2 separate regions of the Callithrix jacchus genome follow, and region 2 is linked to region 1. Evidence: chromatin contacts called from public Hi-C data. All regions are on one chromosome and are shown on one strand. Each heading gives the region's core, a stretch centred on a gene start, on an enhancer-like site or on the middle of the called end of the contact. The rest is flanking DNA. Distances are from core to core; before and after follow the strand shown.

Evidence for each region. A called contact is a pair of places that touch in the nucleus more often than the background predicts.
Region 2: a contact with region 1 is called in a Hi-C map of skeletal muscle, with 4 times the contacts expected there. The contact joins the promoter of NRAS here to the promoter of LOC100414058 in region 1.

The regions. Positions count from the first base shown.
Region 1 is chr7:152,562,447-152,565,031 of calJac240_pri, forward strand. It overlaps LOC100414058 (pre-mRNA-splicing factor SPF27), which reads right to left and starts at 1,312. Exons shown (of 6, transcript XM_035252524.3): 1 at 1,168-1,312; 2 at 968-1,060. The coding sequence starts at 1,260.
Region 2 is chr7:152,699,603-152,702,187 of calJac240_pri, forward strand. It overlaps NRAS (NRAS proto-oncogene, GTPase), which reads right to left and starts at 1,286. Exons shown (of 6, transcript XM_035252537.3): 1 at 1-1,286. The coding sequence starts at 109. CSDE1 (cold shock domain containing E1) reads right to left here. Exons shown (of 17, transcript XM_078332836.1): 16 at 1,762-1,894; 17 at 445-1,379. The coding sequence ends at 1,332.

The sequences.
Region 1 (2,585 bases), core at 62-2,561:
TTGTATTTTTAGTAGAGATGTGGGTTTCTCCATGTTGGTCAGGCTGGTCTCAAAACTCCCCACCTCAGGTGATCGGCCTGCCTTGGCCTCCAGAAGTGCTGGGATTACAGGCATGAACCACTGTGCCCGGCCTGGCACTCCTTTCACTAATCCTCTTGGTCCTTATACATACATAACTCCACTACAGGTCCTTTACATATTATTACACATTTATACATACTACTGTAAACTTTTTGTTTTATATATCTAGCTTCTCATTGTATTGTATTTTTCTGTATTCAGAAGCCCTATCTTTTGTGGAGAGAACTTTTGTCTTAAAACAAAATATATTTTTTAAAAAAGTATCTTTTATTCTATGATCTCAGAATCTAGAATGGCACCTACCACTTAAAAAGTATTCATGTCAGTGAAAATTTTTGCCTCCATTAATCAGAAATGTATTTAAAAAAACACTGGATAGATTATGGAACAAAGGAGAAGGCTGAGAAAAAAGTAGTATACACTTGAATATGGTTTGTCCTTTCAGTCACATCACATACATTTGGCAAATATCTAGACTTTAAGAGGCCAATCTCCAGTGGTTCCAAAGAGCTTAGTAATTGTAATTAGGCTTACACATATTAAAAAACTCTAGATCACTTGCTGTAGAGTGAACCTTGACAGGAGAGCGTCCCTTTGAGAATTTACGCATGGGCCCTATCTCAACTGTAGCCACAAATTTTTGCATTGAGTGAGTTCGTGGAGCCCCAGAAAGTCTTCCTATGGATCTTAAAATAAGAACCCTGGAGAAGACTTATCTATCTAGTTGTTTTTAAAAGACTGATACCTACATAATAAGTAAATAGTAGCTATGCAAGCAATAGTTAAAACTGGAATTTAAAAATCACTTTTATCTAGCTAAAGCTCTCAATCCAAAATAAAGGTTCACAGGAATCCTCGTTCATACTTGGGCTCAAGACATACTTACTTCAAAGGCAGAGTAATCCGGGGCTGTCAGGTAGCTCAGGTAGTTCTTAGTAGGTCGGTATCTGCGCGTTTCCTCCTCGACCAGTGCTGCAGCCTAAAAACGAGAATCGGGGCCAGGGTAGAAGCGGCAAATTCTAACTTGTTTCTTTCGGTACCCAGCCAGAGAGCAGTGAGTCGACTACACAGACATCCCGCACTCACCGCTTCCCGCACACCAGGAGCTTCATAACCTTGATCAAAATACGGCAGCGCATCCACCACAACTTCTCCAGCCACCAAACCCGTGCCCGCCATTCTGGAACCCTCAGATCTGGCTGCGTTTTCTTCGCCTGGCGTACTCAGTTCTATTTAATTACGCCGGCGCCTGTCGCTGATGTCATCACGTCTCCTGCGTATTGACGCGAGCGCATGCTCAGTTGCTAATTTTGAAGGCGCGTCCGCCGGGTATCTAGAAATTGCAGAACTGGTTTGTTTTGGGCGGACATGACATCACGTCTTGGCTTCTTGGCGTCAGCGGAAGGCCTCAATTTCCTGTCCTCTACTTGCCGCATCTTTTTGCCTGCGAGTGGCGGCCATCTGAAGTTGGGGCTTTTCGTTTCCTCCAAAACATTGATATCTGGAAGGGGAGCCCCTTAACATTTTGGAGGGAACTGGCTGCAGGATTTGGCGGAGAGATAAACTGGTTTCCACCTCTGCTTACTCCCACCTTCTCCCCTTAATTTTCTCTTCCTCTGTGCTGGACTTCTTTTTTTTTTTATTATTATTATATACACAGGGTGTATTTTTTATTTTATACACAGGGTATGGTTTTGCTGCCCAGGTTTGGAGTGCAGTGGTGCGATCACAACTCACTGCAGCCTCAAACCCCGCTCTCCGCCCCGCCCCTCCCCGACTTCAGCCTCAGGAGTAGCAGGGCATAGAGGCACAAACAACCACGCCTGGCTAATTTTTAAATTTTTTTGTAGAGATGAGTTTTCCTATGTTGCCAAGGCTGACCTCAAACTGTCCTCTCCCTTAGGCCTCCCAAAATGTGGGGAATACAGGTGTGAGCCAGTGCTCCCGGCGTTGATCCTCTTTTACTTCCTTGTTGTACCCCAACTATCCTTACCCCTTGTGCCCTGAAAACCTCTGCATTGGATAAGTACAGTTCCTAAAGAGACTCTAGAACTGGGCGCCAGTCTCCAATTAAAATTGTGAAGCTTTATGGTCTGTGTATCAAAAGGAACCTCAGTAGCTCCCAAGAGCGAAAGTGATAACTGGCCATAGCACCCAACTTAAAAATCCTGTAATTTTGCCTTTAGGACTTAACGGTAATAGAATGGCACTCCTCATTGCCTCCTAACCACTCAAGCTGCTGCCCATGCACCTTCTCTGCTGCATGGCTCCTGGACTAAGCAGCCTCCCTTTGATTAAGCAGGTAAAGACCAAATAAGGTTGTCAGACTATACCATGCCCATTGTGCAGTCTACACCCAGGCTTTGTCTGCCAAGAGCCTAGAAATGTTGACCACAGTTATTAAGCCTGGTCAGTGTAAGACTAATTCTGATTACGTAAGTACCATTAGGTAAATGTGCTAGCTATAGATTTAAGTGACATAAAAGATCTTTACATCTTAAGAA
Region 2 (2,585 bases), core at 36-2,535, 140 kb after region 1:
TCACGCGGCAGGCCGCACCCAGACCCTCCCCTCCCACACGGGACGTTTCAATAATGAAAGCGCTAGGTGCTAGTGTCTCAAAAATCAGTAAAACTTTATTCGCTTCCATTCTTTCGCCATTAACAGAAAACTGGAGAAAGCAAAAATGTTTTGTGGTTACAAAGATAAACGGCCTTTTTACCCAGAGATCAAAACCTCAAACGACAAGGGGGAAGATAAAAGAGCCCTCCCCCACATCCCCTGAGCTGACCCTTGTCTTCAAGACAAAGCCTTCAGTCCACTGGCTAGGGACCCTGTATATGGCCAATTCAAGAAGAGGGCCAAGAAATCAGACCCATCTATTCCCGTGATATAAAGTTGAACAGAAGCTACACCAAGGGTCAAGTGTCTGTATTTCACAGGACACAGTAACCAGGCGGCTACTTATAAAAAAAACAAGATTCATTTCAGGCACAACTTTTTTATTTTTTTTTTTTCTGTTTTGTTTTTAAATCAGTAAAAGAAACTGGGTCCTAGAAGCTGCAGTGATCTAAGCAGCAGCAAGTTTGTGCATTTTTTTTGTTTTTTGTTTAAATATGTTTAAATTATCACACTGCTGGCACTCCTCATTTGCATGAAATTCTGCACCATACTTACTTATTGTAGTAAAGTTACCCCCCATCCCAGGAAAAAAAAAAACTACTCTGGAAGATAATTTTCACTGAAATATAACCAAACTTCTTTAAGTGGATTGTGACAAGATTATAAATGATATGAAAAATAACATTTCAAAATTTGGCCATTAACTTTAAGAAATGGTTTGCCTATACAAATTTTTGTAATTTTTAAAAGATAATATATTCTACCCTCATATGGTCCTCAGAATTAAAGCATAATGAACAGGAAGGAAAAGAATGCAACTGAGTGCTAAGGCAGAACATCTTGCCAGAAGTCATTAATGAAGGTAGAATATAAAATGAATTATCAAGTGCAGAATTTCATAGGGCCAACAAGATATAACAGTCTATATTTTTCACTTACACAGGCGAAGTGGATTTTGCAATTAACAGTTGCGTTAAATGCACCAAATAAAGCTCCTAAAATTGATACTATAAGGCGCCACCTTAAGTTTTCCAGGCTGCAACTGTGCATTATTTTAAAATGGTTTTCTTAAATTTATTTATTTATTTTTTAAACATAACACGAGAGGAAGGTGTTAAAACTGGTGTAATAGCTCAATAGAATAAGTATTCCAGATTTCGGGAGGGATGAAGAGGGAGATATTCAGAACCCTTCACCAGATTCCCCCCAACTTGATCATAGTGGATTAATGATGTGCTTTGTGGATGTGGTTAGTCAATGACACCAGCTTGACGGATCTTTCTTTCTGCACCAAACCCCTGTGGGGGGGAAAAAAAATCCTGCAGTTAATGATTTGAGTGCACAACAATCACGGTACATTCACTATTCCCAAATGAAACTACAAAAGCATTATTTTTAACCAATTTATGCACCACTAATTCCTTCCTTGAGAAAATCCATAGTAAGCCCTTCTGACCCATTACCTAAACTATCTTCAAAGTATCAAGAAAATAAAATGGGCTTCTTACTGTAAGCAACCATTAGATTAGGGGCTGAACCAATGTGTAGGAAGTCCTCAACTAGTTATAAGCAATATGGAAGTCTCCTTGCTTAAGTTTCCCGATCTATTATTTAAATAGAACCACATATTATATGTTGGTCTTTCATTTGGCCTCCCCCAAGCCTTGTATGGGCTCATACCATTGAATTATCTGGTCCCCTTGGCTGACGAAGAACCATTAGGCGAGGAGCACTGGCATCATCCAGGGTGATGTTCTTCAAGCGATTGACCAACCGATCAGGCCGAGGAGCTGCAACAGCCTTGGGGCCCTCGCTACAATGAAGTCAAAAGATGACAAGAAACCACACTTTGTGGGCAGATAGCAAGCACTTGCAAAGGAGTGTGTCTTCTATCTAACTGCCAAAATGACTCACTTTTAATGACAGGACTCTCACCTCATCTACCTAGCTGGAAAGACAAGACAGACAAGTTTGTTTATATATTATTTCCCCCAAATCAATGTTCCAACTTAATAGGAATGAAAGGAATCATTTGCAGACCCTAGACTTGAATGGAATCAGACTGACCAGTTCCACAGATGCATAAAAAAACAAGGTAGCAGATGTGGTAGCTAACACCTGCAATCCCAGCACTTTTGAGAGGGCAGGGCAGGAGGAACACCGGAGCCCAGAAGTTTGACACCAGCCTGGGCAAAATAGTGGGACCATGTCTCTACAAAAAATAAAATTGGCTGGGTGTGGTGGCGCATGCTTGTTAGTCCCAGCTACTCGGGAAGCTGACATGGGAGAATTGCTTAGGCCTAGGGGGTTGAGGTTGCAATGAGTTGTGATGGTGCCACTGCATTCCAGCCTGGTTAACAGAGTGAGACTGTCTCTGGAGGGGGCGGGGATAGGGGTGGGGGGGGGTGATGAAGCAAAGCAGCATTATGAGTCAGGATGGTTAAACTATTAGAATTTTAAGCACCATATAACCAGAAATGACTTAATGGAAGAAAAAGAATTTG